Linked DNA regions of Triticum aestivum: region 1 is linked to region 2. A link is a contact called in public HiCAR-type data. All regions are on one chromosome and are shown on one strand. Each heading gives the region's core, a stretch centred on a gene start, on an enhancer-like site or on the middle of the called end of the contact. The rest is flanking DNA. Distances are from core to core; before and after follow the strand shown. Region 1 has its middle 33 kb from the start of LOC123093920. Region 2 has its middle 10 kb from the start of LOC123090373.

What was found. HiCAR-type assays count read pairs that join an accessible place to other places.
Region 1: a contact with region 2 is called in a HiCAR-type map of leaf, with 5 times the contacts expected there. The contact joins two enhancer-like sites. A contact is called at or near these places in 1 of 5 Hi-C or Micro-C datasets (leaf) and 1 of 1 datasets of contacts at active chromatin or transcription factors (leaf).

The regions. Positions count from the first base shown.
Region 1 is chr4B:655,554,301-655,559,238 of IWGSC CS RefSeq v2.1, forward strand. No RefSeq gene overlaps it. Among protein-coding and RNA genes, the nearest start is that of LOC123093920, 33 kb to the right of the region's middle. Within about 2 kb of position 3,336, at least 6 of the 8 cell types and tissues checked have an H3K27ac peak or open chromatin away from gene starts, as enhancers often do. A contact at or near this core is called in leaf, where this site is marked.
Region 2 is chr4B:655,214,507-655,219,178 of IWGSC CS RefSeq v2.1, forward strand. No RefSeq gene overlaps it. Among protein-coding and RNA genes, the nearest start is that of LOC123090373, 10 kb to the right of the region's middle. Within about 2 kb of position 3,100, at least 3 of the 8 cell types and tissues checked have an H3K27ac peak or open chromatin away from gene starts, as enhancers often do. A contact at or near this core is called in leaf, where this site is marked.

The DNA of each region.
Region 1 (4,938 bases), core at 2,086-4,585, 340 kb after region 2:
TGTGGACCAATAAACGAGGACGGGAGTAGTAATACTGTATAAGAGCATCTCCAGCCGCGCCCCCAACAGGCCTTCCCTAGGCGTTTTTTCCGCGCCGGCGCCAAAAAAATGCCCCAGTCACGCCCCCAAGACGCTGAATTTCGCCGGTTCAGCCCGTTTTTGCGCCCGACGATTGCGGGCCAAACCCGGCGCACTGGGGGAGCTCGGGGGCTCCGGCGCAAGGGAAAAGCACACCTGGGGCCACACTGTCAGGAGAAAAGTCAAGCCACTCGCCAGATTCGGTTCCGACCCCCCCCCCTCGGCGCGCTCGGCCGCCACCCTGCCGATTCCGGCGCCGTCCACCGCCCACCACAGCTAGATAGACCATTCCCCGCCGGAAAAAAGAAGAGGTTTCGCCGAGGCAACCTCTCCACCGCCGTCCGGGCAACTTTCCCGGCATTCCAGCCGTGCAGGGCCTATACACCGACGGGTGTGCGCCCACCTCGCCCGCAAGGTATTCAGTGATTTGCCCGGCCCGATGATGGACTCGGAAGACGAGGAGGCGCTCGCGGCGTTGCTAGAGGGGGAACCCGAAGCCGACGTCCAGGAGTAGGAGCATCTCATGGTGCTCGCCGCCCTCGCCAGCCTGCTCGCGAGCAGTGAAAAGCCTCGGCGAGGTGGCTCGGCGCCGGGGCGGGTGAAAGCAAAAAATTGGCATCGTCTGGAAGGCTACTGCATGCTCTACTCTGACTACTTCGCCGACGCTCCATTGCACGGCGAGAAAACATTTCGGTGCCGTTATCGGATGAGCCGAAAGCTTTTTCTCAGGATTGTGAATTTCATCCGGGAGTTCGACGGCTACTTCAAGTGCAAGAATGATTGCACCGACAGACTTGGATTCACCTCAATCCAGAAGTGCATGACAGCTATGAGGATGCTTGCATACGGAGCTCCTGGTGATTCACTCAACGACTATGGGCGAAGGTTCAGGAGGCTTGCAGGAAGGATGTCGAGCGGGTATTTGGTGTGCTCCAATCTCGATTTGTTGTTGTCCGGTTTCCTGCTCAGACCTGGTCGAAAGATTAGATGTGGAAGATCATGACTTGATGTGTCATCTTGCACAACATGATCATTGAGAGCGAGCAGGAAGAACCAGTGTCTGACACAGAACCATATTACAGGCAGGGTCCTCTTGCCCAAGTTGATCACCAGCTACCGGCAACCTGGACTGACTACCTCAATATGCGTCAGGAGATCCGAGACCCACAGGTGCATCAAGAACTGCAACACGATCTGGTGGAGCACCTATGGAGGCTTAAGGGCGACGCCGGGAATGACGTGTGATGAAATATGAGTTTTTATTTGTTGAACTATATAATTTATATTGAACTATTTGTTGAACTATTTGATTTATGTTGATGCCGAAACACGCCGAACCACGCGCGAACTATATGAAGAACTAATTGATTTCTATTTGTTGAATTATTTATGGGAAAATTCATGCTGAACCGCGCTGAATATGGGCCGATTCACACAGATATCGGGTCGTTTTCGAACGAAATTGGGCCAAATAATGGGACGAAATCGGCGTCTGGGGGCGACGGCTGGGTGCCCAACCGCCCTAGAGCCGAGTTTGCCGCCGGCTCGCCCCCAGGCAGCGATTTTTATTCTCGCAAGAGAATTATAATTCTTTCATTATGGAAAACATGTAGGGGTTGTTTGGATTGTGACTATGTTTGTCTTATGTTGCCACATTATTTTTGCCACACTTGTCTAACTTGAGTTGCTTAACTTGTTAGCCACACTTTGACTTGTCTAAGGGAATCTTGCCACACTTTTCGTTCTATGACATGTGGGGTCACTGCTCATTAACAAAAATTCTTGCCTTAGGTGTGGCTAGAACCAAACACCAACCTAACTTGGTTGTCTAAGGTGAGGTGTGGCAAAGTGTGGCAATATGTGGCTGGAAACTAAACAGCTCGTTATCTTTTTTTTTACCGAAGTGTAATCTTCTTTTCTTTGACCAGGTCAACGAAACAAAAGCAATAATGTGAGACGGGTCGGTCTACATAATCAGGCACGTACAGTACTGTCTTTCTTCCGTGCGCGTGATAGAAAAAAGAAATAGCTAAAGAAAATGAGTGGACTGAGCTTTCAATCATCGGAGAGAACGAAAGGCATGTGCGTGTGCCGATCACGTGTCCGAAGGAGAGAGAACGAGTGTCTTCCCAGCTTGCTGAGGCTAGTGGTACTATCAGCATATTATCTACTCCCTCCGTTCACTATTTTAAATGTTTTATTTTTTAAAGATGTATATAAACGTATTTTATTATGTTTTTTTTTTCATTTCTTATCTAGTCTATATCAAAATATGCAAAAAAAAAAAGTTTTGTACTCCTTCCGTCGCAAAATAAGTGTCTCAAGTTTATACTAGCTTTAATACAAAGTTGTACTAAACTTAGAGCATGGTTAATAATATAGCCAACTGCTGGCTATATGATGTTGCCATGTCATTTATATAGTCAACAACTACAATAGCTAGATATAAATATGTACTACTTTTTTGATACATGGCCCACCCCACTCTCTCACAAAGTATCTAAGAGCACGTGCTGCAGCCGGCTGTTAACTAGTAGCCCGCTTTTCTTCTCTCTCCTCTTCTCTCTCTTTCAATTAAGCAAGAATATAATATTTAATGTCTTACAGCCCGCCTACATCAAGTTGTGCCCGACTCCAGCGATGGAGGGGCGATGACGGCGGCGCGCCTTCGGCTCGCTTCAGTGTTGGTAGTCGTCGCTAGGTGGTTTATAGATCTGGATGTAATTTTTATTATTTCTAGTATTCGTTGTACTGCCATGATTGAAGATGAATAGATCGAAAATTTTCTCGCAAAAAAAATACATCACCTTATTGTACTTGCTCTTAAGACACTTACAGTACTTTGGACGGGGGGAGTAATAATGATCAGATGGAGTATTTGGTTTATGTAAACAAGCTAGGCATGCATATTCTTGCAATCAGTGACATTATTATGTAAACAAGCTAGGCATGCGGTACTTTGAATGAGATTCTTGGTTGGCCCCGTCAGTCGTTTGGGGTGCGAATCTCTATACAGTCCAGGTGATAGATTAAGTGAAGAGAGCTCTTAGTCAAATTAAGCTGGCACCATCCACCACTTACCACTAGCTAGGGAAACGGCAGCTCACATGCATGCATACACGCACCCAGTTTGGACTAGTATTACGGTCAATTCTGGGAGAACTGCCAAAAAAACTGACCCTTGGTCTGGGTGCAAGCTGACTCTAGGGCCCACTGCTAGCTGCAGCGAGACGCATTGATGAGGATGCCGATGATCTGGTCCGGGTACTCGTGCCGGGCCCGCGCGTTTGTCAGCTGTTGTCCGTACGAGACTTAGCACAGACCAGTCAGTCATGAGCTTTGAAATTTAAAAGATGGGATCTGAACGAGTAATGAACTATTCTGCAGAATAGTTTTTTTTGTTTCAAAAAAGAAAAAAACTATTCTGCAGAAATTAGGTAGTGGTGACTAATGAACTGGTTCTGTGTGAAATTAAGTAGAATTAAAACACTACCTTGATCGGCATTACAATCTTTGTTTGTTCGAGTGTCAACTGTGTGTCCGCGGATGGATGAATGAACAATAATAAAATATCCAATGTGGGTAAGTGATACGACGCCCTCTGTTTGTTTGCGTGTCGATTCTCGGAAAGAAAATCGGCAATTGTTTGCTTGCACATAATTGGTAACGACACCAACGGAATCGCCACTATCCGCTAAAAATATAGCACTCCCTCATATCATAATTAATTGACGCAAAAACAATGTCACATGATACCTCCGTCCTGGTTTAATTCTCATGGTCAAAGTTTGATCACTTATTTAACTAGCAAAATAATAATGCATGCCACGAAAAATTATATCGTTGGATTCATATTTGAATGTAATTTCCATTGATATTACTTTTGCTACATATAATTTATATTTTATTAGTTAAAATCATAGTTAAAATATGACTCAAAGTATGAGGGAACTAGTAAATCAAGACGGAGGTAGTAGTAATTCGGATCGGAGAGAGTAGTAAACTTGAACTACGTGTGAAATACCAAGGTTTTATTTAAAACCCATGGCAAGGAAGTATTGTTTCCATGCACTTTAGGCTGCCACTTCGTAAAAGCAACTCCAACGCACGGACCCAAAAGGACTTGGATTTTGTCTGATTTGTATCCGTTTGGGTCTCCTGTCTGCCAAGTGGACATGGGGCGGACACGGCGGGCACCCAACGCTAGAACGCAAAAACGGACAGAACGCCCCACCTCCTTCGTGACAGCCGGCACCTCCTCCTGCCGCCCCTCCTCTCCCAGCGAGGCAGCCCTGACGGGGACCGGCCGGATCCGGGGCGGGTTGTCAATGGCGGAGCTCGTAGCCGATGGTGGCGAGCTGCACAAGCGGGGCAGCGACGGTTAGAGGAGATAAGAGAAAGACATGGGAATGAGAGGAGCAGAGGGCGCGAGGGCACGGGCCTGGGGCTCGCCGGTGGGCGGCGGCGGCACTTCTCGCCGGCGTGAGGAGGAGGTCGGGGTTGGGCCGACGCGTCTCCTCCAGTTCCTCGGCGAGTGCCAAGAGGAGTAGCAGGAAGTGGCGGTGGGCAGTGAGCGCGGCGGCGGAGATCTCCCAGTGGCCTGGCCAGTGCCTCGCTCCTCCTCGCGGTGGTTGTGGAGGCTGATGCTAGCTCGTGCGCAGTCACTGCTAGGTTGGACCAGAGGCGGACCTGAGCGGACGACAGCGGGCGAGCACAGCGTCCGCTTTAGTCCGCTTCGGACCCATTTGTTCCTAGATTTGGGCCAAGTTTATGTCGGGGACGGACAGCACGCGGACACGGACGGACGTTTGGGTTGCCCCGTTGAGCCAAATTTTATGCCCCGATAACCCAAACAGATAA
Region 2 (4,672 bases), core at 1,850-4,349:
CCGGACCATCTCACCAACGACATCGACGGTGGTACCACATGCAAGCATACTCATAACATCTGTGCATTTCTGCTTAGCAGAGAACGAGAGTTGTCAGCAACAATCCCTGGTGAGCTTGATGTAAGGATCGTGTGCCACCACTCTCGCCAACACCCGTAAGAATAATAGTTTGTGCATACGGATGCGTCGAAGAAACCATTCACGAGAGAAAGCTGGGAAGGGAGCAAAGTAGTCCATGTAGAGTAGCCGTGCTCTAGAGACCCTATCACGATTCAGAACTCTTCTCCATTTGATCGAGCCTTTAAAGTTAGGAATGTGTTCGACCTCCCGGTCCATTTCCTGTTGGATGTTCACGATCATCATCATCTTGGCTTCTTTGTCTGAACCTGACGAATTGAAGAACTCCTTTTGAGTCAATTCATCAAGCTTTGGTGGTCTGTACTCCTCGTCCTACGAACCATTCGAATCCATTGTTTTGCCTACAAATCAACCACAAAAATGGTCGAACAATATGTCGAACAAAATGGAGGGCAAAGTATGGTCCGAGAGTAGCCGAAGCGTACTGAGGCGGTGTCCGGGCGAGAATGGGGTGGAGGAGTGTTTCGGCGGTGCTGGCAATGCTACGGGCTCAGTACGGTGGCGGAGCAAGGGTGTCGGCGGAGCAAGGGCAGGACAACACGAATGGGAGAGAAGAGAGGTGAGTAACAAGCCGAATCAGCCAGATTGGGGGGGGGGGAGGATTTGGTGCAATTTATGGTAGGGTCGTATGTCTGGTCCGACATGGCGGACGTGCCCTCGCATGCCCAAGCGTCCCCATATCCACCCCAGATTTTGGCTGGATATGAAGGGTGTCTTTTAGTTAGGGCGTTTGGGGCTGGTTTGAGGACCCCGGGCAGGTCAGCTTTTTGACCAGTCAGTGACTGGGCCTTCCGTCCGGGCATGTTGCGGGGTTTGGGCGCCCGGCTGTAGATGTCCTAAGAGCATCTATAGCTGGACTCCCCAAATTGACCAGGCGGATCCAGAATCATGACTGGACAGGAGAGAGAGAGAAGCCAAAAATGGACCCCTCAAAGCCTTCTTTAACGTCCGGACTGTCCGACACTCATCATATTGCCCCCATATATGGCCTGATTATGAGGAGTGCTCGCGCGTGTCAGGTCAAGTGGTCCTGTGTCCGCCACATAAGATTTGGCCAACCACAGACCATCTTTTTTTCCTTTCTTTATTTTTTTCTTTCTCTCTCTCTCATCTTCACCAATCATGTGCATGTGGCCGGACGTATAGGAAAAAATGAGGGACATGGCTACGTGCACGGACAAAAAGGTACTCAAATGAACATGCTCCGATACTGATTTTACGCGTCCGCGGACGTTTGAAGGGCCAAATTTGCCCCATCCGGTTGTAGATGCCCTAAGAGCATCTACAACCGGACCTAGCAAAATCCGACCTCCCAACGTCAGCGCACGTGTCCGGGCGCATCTACAAAGAGTGTCAGATCGACACTCAAATATTTGATTCCACAGCTAGATCCCTCGTTCAACTCATCAAATCCATAAAATTACATGCAAGATAAAATCTAATCTAAATCTTCGCCGGTGACCGTACTTGTTGTTCCCTCTTTGTCCCTGTCCGATGACCGTGAGCACCAGAAGTGAAGTTCTGGTCCCTGGCGAGGTAGAGTAGGACATGGACACAATTTAGCCCACATGGTACAGGAGGCAGACACCTTCTCTCATGCCCTACACTTCCTCGTCGGAGCCCGTGACCTTGATGTCGCCGATCGTTGTGAGATCGATGATGGACGTGGTCGGGCATGCGGCTCGGCGAGGTGCGACTTCGCCTCCGCGACCTCGGCCGTGAGGGTTGTCGCGGCCTCCTGCGTCCTGATGCTTGCATGACGGGCACGCTTCGCGTCCGCTTCGTACTCGCCGTAAGCCATGGCGTCATTTACCTCCAGCTCGGAGCCCGACCTTGTGACGACTGTGCCTCACCGAAGGGGTTGCACCGCCACGCCGGGTTCGGGCGCCAGATGGACCACACCATCTCCAATGAGATAACGGTCACGCGCCTACCGCTACCAGCTTTGGCGGATCAAGCGTCATTTGTGCAAACACAATGGATTTCCGTCGGAACGAGTTCGTCCGTGTTCACGCACTCTCCTCCTAGGAGGCGCTCTCCTCCTAGGAGTGACGGGGTTCAGGCGCACTCCTCCTAGGAGTGCTTTCCACGATTAACAAACCTCGGGGTGCGTTTATGTGTCGGTCATAAAGACTCACAGTTTTTGCCGATTCTGGCTCGTTTTGTGGACTAATACTCACTGTTTTGTGATCCCAGAGTGATTTCCACGATTAACGAACCTCAGGGTGCGTTTATATGTCGGTCATAAAGACTGACAGTTTTTGCCGATTCTGACTCATTTCATGGACCAATACTCACTGTTTTAGAGTCCCGGAGTGATTTCCACGATTAACGAACCCCAGGATACAAGCACCCTCATAGAGAGTTATTCGGACGGCCATCTCCTCCTCAGGCTCACGAGGGACAAGCTCCCAGTCCATACTGCTTTTCTCCTCTATGCTGCTCTGCTGCTGTTTTCCGAGTAGGAGTACTTTTTACTAGTACTGTGTGCTGGCTGCAATTGGTGCCGGGCGTACGTACCACCCCTATGTACTGCACTTCCATTTACTACTACTGCTGCATTAAGTCAATACTTCTTCCATGCAGTATACACAGTATAATCTGAAAGAGAAATGGTAGTATGAAATTCGAGCTAGTGGTGACTTTTTTTATCTGCGGAAATTAGGTACTGACTACTGACTGTTGAACTGGTTTTATTTTGTTGTAAAATTCCTTGGTACCAGGATCAGAGAGAGATATAGTATGTTTGGCCTGGCCGACCCGGCGACAGTGTGTCTATGGACGTATGAATGGACTGATAATGAATAAAGTACTATCATCTCGTGGGTGGGTATGCGATGCTGATGATCTTTGTGTTGTTTGTTCGGTTGCGTGTCAACTGTCGAAGGGGTTGGGAGAGCCCGGATGGGATGGATCCCTGTCGGCCCCGTCACTATCTGCTAATCACACCGCACACCAGTTTAACCCAACCACTAACTCGATGCTATGCATGGTCGAATATTTATTAGTGCAACTGTGCATACACTTGTAGTACGTCCCGAAATCTGGTCTTATAATACCACCGCCCCGAAAAGCTTGTCTTAAATTCATTTAGATACGGATGAGACCGAGGGACTACATACGTACATACGTGCGTGGATTACAAAGGTTTTAACGGTGGCCGTTCGGTGATTCAGAAACCTCGACCTAATTTTCATAATATTATATATGATGTGTTTTCTACTTGTGAATTTTCATGATAGATATCGATCATTTTCGCATTAAAGAAAAGGGAATTAGTACTAAGGTTTTCTCTGGAGCTTGAGGTGTCGTTTTCACACGCTTTCGGTTGGCCACTTTGCAAGTCACGGCCACCACCGTGTTGCTTTGTGCTGTTACAACATACACGGGCCGTGTTGTGGAACAGGGAATATCCTCCTCATGGCCAGAAATAACCAAGAGAAAAATCAGCAGTCGGGAGAATATGGGAAAAGGAATGAGATGGAGTGGAAATATATAATGGTACGGGTGATGATAGGAAAGAGACAGGGGAAAGGCTGGCCTGTCGCGTGGGAATAACTACATGCTACTGGTACCAGTACTGCACCAAATTTATTTTATTTCCCAAAAGGCCCCTGCGTGGCGCTGTCACCTCAGCTACGGACTTGGCTCCAGTCTCGGTGGACAAAATTACTGTTCTGACCCTTAAGGCAAACTAAATCCCGATTTGACCTCGTTCCGAAAAAAATTTCGTTTCTGACCTTTTTCGGTGACGCCAAGGTCCCTGGCGTCTGGGTTACGAAGCAGACGCCGGGGTCCCTGGCGTCTGGCCCCTGGCCCGCACTGCCCGCCTGCCCGTTGACCTGCTGACGTGGCAAAGGGGCCAGACGCCAGGGACCATGGCGTCTGGCCCCGGTAAGTGGATAACCCCACCGGGAGAGTGTGTGGGTCCCACCCCACACACTTTCCCCAATCCAGCCCGAGCTTGAAGAAGAGCTGCTGCCTCCCCACTCTCTCTCACCCCTCAAGCTCCCCCCTCAAATCCTCTCCAAAAGGTACATCCCTTAGGTGGATCTTTCCATCACTTTGTTGCTCTTGTTAATCTCTCCCAAATCATCCAATTATTTTTTGTTAAGTCTTGTCCTTTTGGTTGCATTTTATACATGTTGGTGGAACCCTAGTTCATGTTTTCTCCCCCTTATGTTAGTGTGAATGGCTTGGTTAACTTTGATAATATAGTGCTATGCATGGTGTGTAGTAGGAATATATGTTTGTTGAGTAGAAAGATTGGGGGTTAGGGTTAGTTAGTGATTAGGGTTAACTTTGCTTAGTGTGTTAATTAGTGATTAGTGATACTTTTGTGGACATCACCAATAATTTAGTGTTGATATGATTTGGATATAATAAGATGTATTTGGATAAACACCAATTCTCATTGAGGTCTTAAATGCATTCATGTAATTTTTAGATGGAGAGACTTGTTAATGTTCATTACATTGACAAGGAGGCATTCTTGAGTAACAATGCCGACACGGGTGAGGAACCATTGGTTTTT